2 separate regions of the Mus musculus genome follow, and region 1 is linked to region 2. The links are chromatin contacts, called in public HiChIP or PLAC-seq maps. All regions are on one chromosome and are shown on one strand. The core of a region is the stretch at or near the end of the contact, and the rest is flanking DNA. Distances in the headings are between cores, read along the strand shown.

Region 1 (6,821 bases), core at 3,515-6,014, 320 kb before region 2:
ATGGCATGAGAGCCACAGTGGACACACAGGGACCCTTCAGTGACAATGAGCCTGACATCTGCAAGACTGCTGGGACACAGTGGGACACAGCCCTGCTTTACAGCAGCTATGGGAATTATTCTGGGGTAGTACTGGGATTAGACCCAGGGACTTGGATATACTAAGCACACACACTGCCACTAAGCTACACCATCCATTCAGAAAGGGAAATGTGTGAAGAGATGTAAGACAAATTCTTGGATATTCATAGACAGGAAATAGGCACAGCTGGCCTTGCTAGGCCCTAAGTAGAAAATGACTCACCAAGGACTCTCCTGGCTCTGGCAGTGTGCCACTTCCTGTTTCTTGAGTATGTTTTTGCTATACATTTCATTCTCTACTAATTTGTGGCTTCTCTCTCTGGCTCCCCCGCCCCATCATGATTCAGCTGAAGTACCCATTGTCAACTGACCCAGGCTCTCAGGGTGCCAACCAGGTTAAGTCTAGTCTATTCTTGGTGCCACCAACTCTAGAGCTGTCTTATGGAGTTGTCTTATGGTAGCAAGGACTGGCATATTTATCATGTCAGAATTTTTATTCAGAGTTCTATTGCAGACAGTGTGAGAGTAGACAAGCAGCTTATGTATAAACAGTAGCATGGCTTTTATCGATGTAGAAGGCATGGTTGGGGAGCACAGCCATTGAACACATGCACTTGGGCCTTAGATGTGTTTATGGTCATGGCTGAGTGCACTGTCTGAAGCTCAGGAGAGTAAGAACAATGTGTATCTTCTTAATTTAATGTCTTTTTTTCTTTTCAAGACAGGGTTTCTCTGTGTAGCCCTGGCTGTCCTGAAACTCACTCTGTAGACCAGGCTGGCCTCGAACTCAGAAATCCACCTGCCTCTGCCTCCCGAGTACTGGGATTAAAGGTGTGCGCCACCACTGCCCAGCTTAATGACAGTCTTTAAGAAATGCAGATATGGGGCTGGTGAGATGGCTCAGTGGGTAAGAGCACCCGACTGCTCTTCCGAAGGTCCAGAGTTCAAGTCCCAGCAACCACATGGTGGCTCACAACCATCCATAAAGAGATCTGACTCCCTCTTCTGGAGTGTCTGAGGACAGCTACAGTGTACTTTAAATAAATAAATAAATCTTAAAAAAAAAAAAAAAGAAATGCAGATATGGGTTGGGTTTGGTATTGGGGGAACTTGATTTCAAGTCTTGCCTTGGCTACATATACATAGTAAGACCCTGTCTAAAACAATACTTTTAAAAGTATAGATATAGTAGCTGTTTCATTTCAGTCGGAATAAACACAGGCTAGTTTAATAGCAACTGGTATCAAGTATTGTGTTAATATAAGATTTCAACAGACGGATGATAGAACAGGAGCACGCTTTTCAGGGGAGCCCTGAAGTTTGAAGACCACTGCTCAGACCAAGGGACCACTCTCCGTTGAACCCCAGGGGCAGCTTGCTTATGGTAGAGGTCTTGTTGTCCTTACGGAACCCTAAGGAATATGTCCAAGTGATCCCCTCGCTTCTCGACAAGCATGCATTGCTGCTGGGGGGTAAGCCCAGGGCACGGGAGCTCAATCCCTGCAGGGCCTCAAGGGTTTGGCTGAACAAAAATAGGATCGAATAATTTTATGCATTTTGGTCATTTCTCCTGTGACACAGCAAGGACTAAAGACCTCTTCAAAATGGAAGATATATTTTGTGATGTTATCATTTTTAAAACCGGATCTTGACCGAGTTGTTTGTATAGCAGAGTTGATTGTGTGCACTTCCACCTTCACATTCTCTCACACTCTCCCTGAGGAGAACCATCTTTGGAGTCTGTCATGTCGAGCTGCCTCTGCCATACACTTCTGTCATTCACATACTTTGTGAAACCCAGTTTGGTTACCATGGCTGTTTCCGTTTATAACTCCAGTGTCAAATTTATGTTTTGTTTAATCTGAGTTTTAAGCGGAAATTTTAGATATCCACATTCAGTTAGGATAAAGTGTTTAATCTGTGAAAATCCAAATTCTTGGGTCACCTGAAAGTCTAGGCATTTGCAGGGCTGTTGATTGCTCTTCATGAGCTCTAACTGCACACTAACTGCTGCCAGCTGCTGTCTGAATGTCAGGCCTGCTGACCTCAGAGTCTAGCTGCAGATCAGCTAGGGTTTGAACTCTGCTCTACATTTTCAGAACCTCCTCTGTTGACATTTGTTTCTACAAATAGTGTGGAAAGAATTAAGGTGCTTCTCCTTCTGTTCTAATGAATGTGATGCAAAGGATCAGCCAGAACCTCACAGCTAGGCAAGCCTTGTGTCACTGTGCCACTGAGCTACACTCCAGCCCCCGCCTTAATTAAGAATTATCTGGCAATATAGGCCATATTCCATGGCGTGTGTTTGCCTGTGTAAATCAAGAGGCATCATTGGAAGGCTTGTGGAGTAACAGCAAGCTTTACTTAAAATGTTTTTAAAATAGATATTCCATCTAGTAGTAGTCTTTTAAAAATATTTGTGTGTGTGTGTGTGTGTGTGTGAGAGAGAGAGAGAGAGAGAGAGAGAGAGAGACCAACCTGTGTTCTCTGAAAGAGTAGCAAGGTCTGTTAATCACGGTCTTCTGCCTACTTTAAAAAATTAAACAGGGGCTGGCGAGATGGCTCAGTGGTTAAGAGCGCCAACTGCTCTTCCGAAGGTCCCGAGTTCAAATCCCAGCAACCACATGGTGGCTCACAACCATCCGTAACGAAATCTGATGCCCTCTTCTGGAGTATCTGAGGATAGCTACAGTGTACTTACATATAATAAATAAATAAATCTTTAAAAAAATTAAACAATATATATATTGGTTTTTCGAGACAGGGTTTCTCTGTGTAGCCCTGGCTGTCCTGGAACTCACTCTGTAGACCAGGCTGGCCTCGAACTCCGAAATCTGCCTGCCTCTGCCTCCCAAGTGCTGGGATTAAAGGCATGCGCCACCACCACCCGGCTTTAAACAATATTTTTATGTAAAACTTTAATATCACATAATTAAGAACTTAGATAAACTACAATTTGTTCAGGAAGCTGGGGCAGGAGGAGTGCATTCAAGGCTGCTTTGGGTCTTCATGAGTTTGAGGTCAGCCCGGGCTTTACAAAGGTACTTTCTCAAAAAAGCAGCCCAAGGCTAGAGATACAGTTCAGCCACTAGAGAGACTGTCTGGTGAGCATAAAGTGCCCTGGGTTTGACCCATCTCCAAATAAACCAAGTGTGGTAGTTCAAGTCTGTAATCCCAACATTTGGGAGGTAGAGAGTCAGGAACATCAGAAAATGACCATATAGTAAATTTGAAGCCAGCCTGGTTCACATGAAATTCTGTCTCAAAACAAAGAAACACAAATGAACAAACAAAAACCCTCAAAATAAAAGCACTGGATTTTACTAAGTATTTACTTTATTTTTTTAATTTAATTTTATTTTGTTTTACTTACTCACTTTACATCCCGCTTACTACTCCCCTCCCAGTCATCCCCGCAACAAATCCTTTCCCCACTCCCCCTCCCCTTCTCCTCTGAGTGGAATGGGGGGCCCTGGTTATGCCTCCCACCCTGGCACTTCAAGTCTCTTCGGGGCTAGGTGCTTCCTCTCCCACTGAGGCCAGACAGGGCAGCCCAGCTAGAACATATCCCATATCCCGTGTACAGGCAACAGCATTTGGGAGAGCCCCCGTTTCAGTTGTTCAGAACCCACATGAACACATCTGCTATATATGAGCAGGGAGGTCTAGATCCCAACAACTCACTCAAATAGCCTAATTGAAACATGGGGTACAGAACTAAACAGAATTCTCAACAGAGGAATCTCGAGTGGCTGAGAAGCAGTTAAATGTTTAACATCCTTAATCATCAGGGAAATGCAAACTAAAAACAACTATGAGTTTCCATCTTACTCCCATCAGAATGGCTAAGATCAAAAACTCAAGAGGACACATGCTGGCAAAGATGCGGAGAAAGGGGAGCACTCCTCCATTGCTGGTAGGAGTGCAAACTAGTGCAACCGCTTTGAAAATCAGTTTGGCATTTTCTCAGAATACTGGGACTAGTTCTACCTCAAGACCCAGTATACCACTCCTGGACATATACCCAAGATGCTTCAACATCTCACAGAGTATTTACTTACAATTAAGAATCTTTGTTGTTTTATATTTACTTAAAAAGTTTTAGGGGCTAGAACGGTGGCCCGGTGATTTTTCTGGAAGTTCTTGCAGAGGACCTGTCCAGTTCCTAATACCTACCTGGCAGTTCACAATCCTCTATATCACCAGTCGCAGAGTATCTTATGCCTTTTGTCCCCTACTGCATGAATGTGGCGCACAGTTACACATACGTGCAGACAAAACATCCATACACAAATGGCAGCTCTTCAAAAGTTAAAATGTATGTTGTAGGACAGTGGAAGGTCTCCTGGTTCCTCGTTGTGCTAAGGCTAGAAGCCCTGGGGACCCTGAAGGGACAGTAGGAGTGTTGCCTGTTCCTGGGTACTAGGCCACTGTCACTAGGTGCAGGCTCCCATGGATTTGTGGCCATCACTCATATAAGGACAGCTCTCCAAGCACCCCATAGGTAGGAAAGGATGTGACCACAGGCCACGTAGGCTCAAGGCAGATCTCTGTTTTAATGAGGTACCTAAAGGCCTGGAGGGCATAGCCAATAAGCTTTCCTTCCCAGATGCTCCTCCCTGCAAAAGCTGCTTAACCTCAGGCCCGCCCTGAGAAGTGGTGTTTGGTTTTACTCATCCACTTTCCGCCATGGCAATAAATGCCTCAAAACCACGGGCTGCCTCTTTTCACTGGGATCTGAGTGGGGAGCCATGGAGATGGCCTTTGCCTATGTTAATCTCCCATAGAAGGCCTCTCTGCACTCCCAGCCACAACAGTCATCAAGCAAAAGACCCCCTCTCCCCACCCCAGCCCTGGGCTAGATCCAGCCCTAGGGGTGGAACCCACTCCATTCTCAGCTCTTCCAGTGGTGCCTGGACGTCCTAGAGCCTGAGAACCAGTCAGCCCTGGCCTCTTCACTTCAGACTGTGCTTCCTCACCCGGAGAGGAGCAGTGACCTGGGGCTTCCCTAAGGCGACAGTGTGGGGTCCCGCCTACGGGATTCTCCAGCGGCTGTGACCTGTGACCAAGTGGACATGGGACCCCACAACCCTACAGTATGTTTCCAAAGAAAAGAAAAGCTCACCAGAAAAGTAATATTTAAGCTTGGGCAGTTATGTCACATGCCTTCAACTCCAGCAGCACTCAGGGGCAGAAGCAGGTGGATCTCTCAGTTCAAGGTCAACCTGGTCCACAGTGTGAGTTCTAGGATAGCCAGGACTACATAGAGAAACCCTGTCTGAAAAAAGAAAAAACAAAAAAACCACACACACAAAAGAAAGGCAATATTGGCCAGGTGATGGTGGCGCACGCCTTTAATCCTAGCACTTGGGAAGCAGAGGCAAGTGGATTTCTGAGTTCGAGGCCAGCCTGGTCTACAGAGTGAGTTCTGGGACAGCCAGGGCTACACAGAGAAACCTTGTCTCGAAAAACCAAAAAAAAAAAAAAAAAAAAAAAAAAAAAAAGAAAGGCAATATTGGCTATAAGCATTTTCTTTATAAGAGCGGTGTATATAGACTGTGGAAAACTTGGAAATAAAAGTGTAAAAATGAAGAAAGTCACTTTGATTCTATTATTGCTAAGTGTAAAATTAATGGATGAATTTTAAAATATTATAACATAAACATTTACCTTACAGGAAGTAAGATGCCTGGAACGAAGTTATGCATCCAAACCCACTTTGAATGTAAGTAAAGTTTCAATTGCACCTTCAAGAATGTAAAGGTGTGTTGCCAGTAGAGACTCACATGTTGCTAGGCAAGGTGGCTCATGGCTTGAGGATCACCAACCCTATCACATCAAACAGAGCTGCATACAGTTTTTTGTCTTGAATATATTTGAAGATTAATGGGATTATACAGTGGCTCGGGAAAGCTGACAATTCACATACTAAGTTCTTATATTATCACAAAAGTGGTTCATTCAGTCTGTGAATAATTCCCTATAATACACTATGAAACAGTTTTCCTCCAAAACTTCCTTTATTATGAGGGGCCCACATTGCACTGTAGGTGGTGCAGTGCAGTGGACACGAGAGACTCGGCAAGAGAGGAACTGACTGCCTAGGGGTTAACCCAGAAGACCTTTGCTTCATTTCCTAGTTATGATCTCTGCCTTTGTTTATAGGTTCCCAAAGTGAGACCAAGTCTTCCATGCTTTTACTGCATCCAGTGCTTTTTGGAGACTGTAGGAACCAAACACAAGGAGAGTGTGTTTCATGGCATTGACGAGGACTTAGCACTTTTCATTTTGTAGTTAAGGAAATTATGGTTCTGGCTATGTTCTAGTTGGTGCTGTTCTTGTAGCACATACAGATGGCTTGCTAGCCCAGGACTTTGTTCTGTAGTAAAGGAGCTTTTGGTTAGTGTTGTTTATTTTTTAGTTTAATAGATTAATGGCTAAGAGCATTTGCAGCTCTTCTAGAGAACTTGTACTTAATTCCTAGTAATCAAGTTAGGTCGATCTTAACCACATGCACCTCTAATTCCAAGGGACCTGACACTCTCTTCTCCAAGCCCTGCCACCCCAAAACATTCACTTATACAGATAGATACTGTGTGTGTCTGTGTCTGTGTGAATGTATACATGCCTGGGGGGCGGGTTACACATGCTTCATGTGTAGAGGCCAGAATAAGGTGTCAGACCTCACGTAGTGGAGTCACAGGAGTTTGTGAGGCACCTGGCTTGTTACAGAGGTGCTGT
Region 2 (6,695 bases), core at 1,487-3,986:
ACAAAAACAAAAAACAAAAAACAAAAACCAACAAACAGTTCTCAGCTCCCGTAACAGCAGGCCCTGTGTATTTGTGTCAGGGATTCTAGTGTTATTCTAGGTAGTCAAAGATAATACTTGTAGTGAGAGTTTTGATTCCTTTAAAAACTCAGTTACATTATGTGAATATGTTTTTGTTTTAATCCCAGCTGTGGGCTAAGAGGTGGCTTCACAGCAGGTGGTTATGACTTGGCTCATGCACCAGCAGGGGCGTGACTTTTGCCAGCTGCAGATAGTTTACTTCTGAGGACTCTGGAGAGGGTATAGAGGAGAGAGTCCTGAGAGGGCCAGGGGAGATTGCTGCTCCTGGTTGGTGCAGTTTGGTGAGAAGTTGGAGATATCCTGATGATGAAGATTGAACTTACCCCAAGGAATGCAATGCCCCCAATCAGCAGGAAGTAGCCTATACAGGTCTATTCTCCTGTAAAATAGTAGGTGGTTTTTCTCAGGCCGCCTCAAACAAACACGAAACTGTTGTTTTTGCTAGCTCTAGTTACTTAGGCCATATTGATGCTGTATTAGGTTTCTGAATATCCCATGTGTTTTCTGGACCCGTTTTGCCCTGTCTCCTAACAGGTGCATTAAGATGCCCAAGGAGCCTCAGAGGGACAGGATAACTGTTCCTTAAAGAAACATACTCCGAGATTCTGAGTCAATGGTGGTCCTTCAAGAACATTATTTCCTGACTACGTTGGAAAAACACAGGCCAGTCAACTCACCTGTCACTTTTCATGAGTGGTCCAGCAATATGGTGAAGAGCTACTCAATTGATGTAATTCAAGAAGTGTCTAGTCTAAGAAAATTCATAAGTTATAGAAACCTCTGGGCTCATAGTCCAGAGAGGCCAAGCTATTCCCTCTTGGAATCAGGGTAAACTAAGTCTTTCCACTTCTGGTTGAAAACAGACATTTACACAAATAGGATTAAGATGAGCACAGAGGGTTTTATTTGTGTAAAGAGCACAATTTAAGATGTTGTGATGCTGATGCCATTACTGTGGGTGTCACACACACACACATAGTCAGACATACCAAGTGAATCATTATTGTACTAGAAAAGTTAACTTACAACAGAGTATGTATAGCCTAATTTTTTGCCTCACAATTTTTTAAAGTTACTCTTAATATAGCATATCTATCAGGCACTGTGGTGACTGGACTAATAATGGTAAAAGACATTATAGTCATCAATAATGAGGGAAGGAATTTGCTTTATGTTTCATTCTTACTCCACACAGTATTACAGAGCGGCACCTCTACATAAAATGACCAGAATGCAATGCAATAGTCTAGTCTAGGTCATGCCTGTGGGGGTGTGTCTATGGGTACTGTTTACTTGTCAACCTTCAAGGTCAACAGATAGCCTAAGAAATAGCTGCTTCTAACAGCAGTGTTAAAGAAGAGTGTCAAAGCAGTTTAAGAACTCTGTTCAGAAGACCTCTAAGAAGTCTAGCTTTTCAAACTCATTAATGCCTTCAGCTATTCATGCATCAAATACATGCTAGACACCCATTGTATGGAAGATACTATGGAAAGCCAACACAACTAAGGCCTTGGTAAAGAAAGTTTTCATTATGCTAATATCTACACAGATGATGAAAGGCTTAACTGCTAGAAAGAGCAGCCTGTTTCTTATTAAAAGTGATAGGGGAAAGTAGTGTTTATCAATTATGGTTGTATTGTTGTTGCTGCTGCTGTTGCTGTTGTGACTTTGCAGTTCTTTTGTAACCATGCCTTTTCAACCGTACTTCTTAAGAGGGAACAGTTAATACTATCTTAAGAGCAGTTGCTATGCTGTTCATAAGAGATGTTTTCCTATGGTAAAAATTCAACTCTCTTCCCTTCTAGTAGCTATTCACAATAATGTAGGGCATGTTACTTGAGGAATGTGCAGTTGAGTGATTATATAACTTTTCCTAGATTCTTTCCCTGGCAGAAAATGAAAGAATGTCTACCTGTCCTCCTAAGGTTCCAACTGCAAATGATTACATCACAGCTCACTCTGAGGAAGCAATATTAAACTTACCAAACAATGGGTAAAGGGTTGTAAGAAGGATCATGAGTGACCTTTACCCACACTGTAAGGTTTGCACTCAGCATGGATGGTGACTGCCCCATGGCTATGTATAAGGAGCCCTGTCTCCTAGCCCTTTCCCTCCTATATACTCTAGCCCCTCACTGAGGCCACATGCACAACTGCATACAACTTGTTGGGAAGAGTTGCTGGATACCCCTGGCCTTCCCCATCCTTCCTTCTTCAGCACTCCGTATCTTCTAGGAGACAACATCAATAACCAACCAGTCCAGCTGTGGTGATCTTTTGCAAGCTGGCCCAGCTGGCTGGTGAAGACGTGGCAGTTCAGCTCAGAGGCTAGTCTTGTATAGGAATAACTCCTAGGAATATGTAAAAAAAAAAAAAAAAAAAAAAAAAAGGAGAATAAAGAAAATGTAAAACAAGTCACTTCATTTCCTTCATAGGTCTAAAACTACAGATTTGTGTGTCTGTGGTGTGTGTGTGTGAAATAAAGAGCATCTAAGTTTAAAAAACAAATAATGTGTGCTTTCTGTTTTCCTCTGTATGCAAGTATGCTACCTACTACTTAACTGAGAAGCAAAACAACCTGGATATTCAAACTAAAGCATGACCGATGTGACTCACAATTTCTGTTTAATTTTAAATCCTGTTGTCTACCAATTGCTTCATTGGTATTGCGTGAGTCATCACCTAATCTTGTGTGTGTGTTGACTAAGTAGAAGGATGCCTCCTGGTTTCTCCTGAAAGATTGCTTCCTCTTTGCTGTGGTCAACATCTTCACCATGATAGCCAGGTGACCACATTCCAGAGCAGGAGTGGTGTACCTGGCTGAATTTGCAATAGTAAGAATATCTCTACCTCTAAGCATCCAAGCAACTTAATACTGTCCTAGTAGCCCAGGGTACTTGTAGCCTAGCCTGCCCTTTAAAACTTCACAAGCTGTTGAAGGGACAAAACCCAAAAGGGTAACTTGGCTAAGATAAGAGTTTTAAACAGGGGCTGGCGAGATGGCTCAGTGGTTAAGAGCACTTACTGCTCTTCCGAAGGTCCCGAGTTCAAATCCCAGCAACCACATGGTGGCTCACAACCATGAAATTTGATGCCCTCTTCTGGAGTATCTGAGGACAGCTACAGCATAATAAATAAATAAATCTTAAAAAAAAAAGAGTTTTAAACAAGGCCTTTCTTAAAATGACATTCGATTGACTTAAACCAAAATGCACTCCCAATTTGGGATCAAAAATCCTCAGCTAGTCCCCAGGCCATCTGCATTTTACCACCCATTAAATGTACAGGATTAGAAAAAGTACCCCCAAGTTTATTTAAAACTACTTTGAAGGTTCTTTGTTTTATTTATTTATTTATTTATTTAGCACACCGTTTTAATTACTTTGAATTTTTAATCAATCCTTTGCTTTCCATTCTAAGCGAGGTTAACAGACGGAAACCACTCAGACCATTACATTTGAAAGGAGGAAAACTTTTTGTGTCCTAGTTCAATGTCCTCCTCTATACTCTAAGAATTCTGGGTGTTAGCGCATCTTCATAGTTGGGTACCGGAGAGAGAGTGTGCCAATAGGAAGTGAGCAGAAGAGGAAGGTGACTTGGAATCAGAGCAGGACTACTTCCGTGGTTAGTGAGAGGTGGGAGTTTTACCTGATGATGCTGTCTTACGAGGTTGCAGAGTGCAGATGTCCATATGTGGGCATGGAAACTGAGTCACCTTGTGAGGGTGTAGATGGGGCAAGGCCTGTATTCTTTCCCTTTGTGTGTTTTGTTTCAACATCAGAGGTATAGCAAAGAAATTCTAGATCTGATGAGAAGTCTTTGGGTTGGATCTGGTTAATGAAAGCTAATGACTTCACAGCAGAATTCTGGGTAGACTTAAAAGCCTCCTGAAATGGAAGCCATGTAAGCTGGATGCTTAGCATCATTGCATGGTCCTAGCCTGTTAGGGAACATCATAAGCTGTTTGACACCTTCTCTTTCCTCTTCCCTTTCTAAGTTTCTGTGGCACTAGAAGAATTCACTTTTACTTTGTGTGTGGTGTGGATGTGTGTGTGTGTGTGTGTGTGTGTGTGTAGGTGTGAGGTGTGTGTCTATATGCTGAGTGTATGTGAGTGCCTTTGGAGACCAGAAGAGAGTGTCAGATCCCCTTGGAAATAGAGTTACAGTGGTTATGAGCCACTCATGTGGGTGCTTGAACTGAACTTGAGTCATCTGGGAGTATAGGAAGCCCTCTTAACCACTGAGACATCTCTCCAACCCTGATGGAGTATATATATATTTTTAGAGTGATACACACACACACACACACACACACACACACACACACACGACAACCTATTTTTTAAAACTCAGGGGTAGATGGTGTCGGGGAACATAGTAATCCTAGCACATGGGAGGCAAAGGCAAGGCAAATGTGTCTGTGAGTTCAAGGCCAGCCTGGTCTACATAATGAGTTCCAAGTCATCCAAAGCTATGTAAATAGACAATGTCTCTCTCAGACACAAAAAATTTCAGATGTATTTGAAGACATAAAACGGGGAACATTTGTTTAAGGATTAGAGGTAGCTGGTATGTGTGTACACCAGTACACTCATTTTTAGTTATCCCAGTTTTAGAAGAAAGGGACCTCCTAACATTAGGAAATATTTTTCCTAAACACATTTTTTTTTCTTAGAATGTTCTAAAATAGTCTCAATACATGCAGTACATAAATCCTGGCTGGAAAAGACTTATGTCATGTATTTGTCTGCCTGAGGAGTCATCTTGTCCAGCTTACACTGGAGTTTCTGAGAAAGCTAATAATCTCCACCAAACAACTCAAACCTGATTTAGAATCAAGAAGAGCGGCCTTATAAAAAGATTTAAAAATTCAAAATTATTTATATTGTGAAGCCTACTTCCTTTTTCTCCATAGTCCCATATAAATGAAAAATAGGCAGCATCACCAACCATCAACAGTAGTCACCTTATAACAAATATGACTCACGGCGACAACAACCCCTTGAGAAATCTAATCCCATGCTACCTAATTCTCATGACTGCCCTAGGCTGGTTCTTGAGAAAAAAAAAATTTTTTTTATTAACTGCGTACCCAGGACTTTGGGTTGAATTTTGTGTCAGCTTGGACACTACTGAAAACAAACACTGGCCAAATATGACTGGCTAACCTTGCTGGGCAGTCCTTAATTTCCCCCCTCTTTTTTTGTTACTTGTAGTCCAGGCTTATCTGGTTCTCACTAGTCAGTTCAAGATGGACCTGGAATCAAGACAATCATCCTGTTTCAGTCTCCTGAGTGCTGGGATTACAGATGTGACTCACCACATCTGGTGGTGTTTCATAATCCTTTGTGATCCACTAAAAAAAGGGGGTGGGGGATGGGGAAACAGTTTTCCTGTTTCTTCCATTGCGTGCCTTCAATTGTCTTCTTTGTGTCTGCATTTTCTGAGTAAAAGGCCTATGGATTTATGTATGGATCTTTGACATCTTGCAACTTTTAATTCTTTTTTCTTCTTCTTACGGTTTTAGGCCAGATGTGACAGCATACACCTTTAATTCCAGCCCTCAGACAGATGGATCTCTATAAATTCATGGCTGGCCTGATCCACATAGTGAGATCCAAGATAGACAGGCTATTTTAGGAGGTGGTGGAAACTCTAGAATTTGGGGCCTAGCTAGAAGAACTGGGTCACCGGAGGTGTGGTTTGGAGGTTATATCTGGTCCCAAGTCCTCTCCTTGCTCTCTGCTTCTGTGCATCATGAATAAAGAGCCTCTGACACTTTGTGGGGTGATGGGCACTTACACAACTTTGAGTCAGGGAGAGGGAATCGCCCACTACACTTATATAGCTATTGGTGGGTTCTTGATTTGGTAGACAACAGAAGACCAGTAGAGGCCAGGTAAGAGGCTCAAAATCAAAGCAAATAGCTGACTAAGCCACCATGTTACATACCTTAAGACTCTTCACCTCTCTGTAGCCACATGCCCTGTCAAGGTGATACCCTGCTCAAGTGCATGGGCTAAGCAGCCGTGATCCAAACCCTCTGAAACTGTGAGCAATGTAATCCTTCTTTTAAAAAGAAGTTATTTGGGCTGGTGAGTTGGCTTAGCAGGTAAGAGCACTGACTGCTCTTCCAAAGGTCCTGAGTTCAATTCCCAGCAACCACATGGTGGCTCACACCCACCTATAATGAGATCTGACGCCTTCTTCTGGTGTGTCTGAAGACAGCTACAGTGTATTTATGTATAATACTAAATAAATCTTTGGGCCGAAGCAAGCAGGGCCAACCAGAGCGAGCAGAGGTCCTAAAAATTCAATTCCCAACAACCACACGAAGTCTGACAACCATCTCTACAGCTACAGTGTACTCATATACATAAAATAAATAAATCTTTAAAAAAAGAAAAAGAAACCAGCATGAATATGGACACATACAAAACCACAAAAATAAATCTTTAAAAAAAGTTGATCTTTCATGTATTTTTAGTCACAACTATGCAAAAGCAATCATCACAAAAGGTCACACTGTAATTCTATATGTCTCAATGTATAGAAAGAAGAGGACTGCAATGCCTGTTTCCTGTCTCCTACTCTAGTCATAACCATTCTTTCTT

What was found. HiChIP or PLAC-seq counts read pairs in DNA pulled down with a chosen protein or histone mark.
Region 1: a FOXA1 HiChIP or PLAC-seq map of pancreatic cancer cells shows a contact between it and region 2. The contact joins two enhancer-like sites. A contact is called at or near these places in 2 of 39 promoter capture datasets (pre-B cells and stem cell-derived epiblast-like cells), 1 of 115 datasets of contacts at active chromatin or transcription factors (pancreatic cancer cells) and 1 of 9 other capture datasets (pancreatic islet).

The regions. Positions count from the first base shown.
Region 1 is chr9:53,597,069-53,603,889 of GRCm38.p6, reverse strand. Acat1 (acetyl-Coenzyme A acetyltransferase 1) reads left to right here. Exons shown (of 12, transcript NM_144784.3): 2 at 5,758-5,805. Among named protein-coding and RNA genes, the nearest start is that of Acat1, 9.9 kb to the left of the region's middle. Within about 2 kb of position 4,764, at least 13 of the 459 cell types and tissues checked have an H3K27ac peak or open chromatin away from gene starts, as enhancers often do. A contact at or near this core is called in pancreatic cancer cells, where this site is marked.
Region 2 is chr9:53,275,257-53,281,951 of GRCm38.p6, reverse strand. No RefSeq gene overlaps it. Among named protein-coding and RNA genes, the nearest start is that of Exph5, 23 kb to the left of the region's middle. Within about 2 kb of position 2,736, at least 23 of the 459 cell types and tissues checked have an H3K27ac peak or open chromatin away from gene starts, as enhancers often do. A contact at or near this core is called in pancreatic cancer cells, where this site is marked.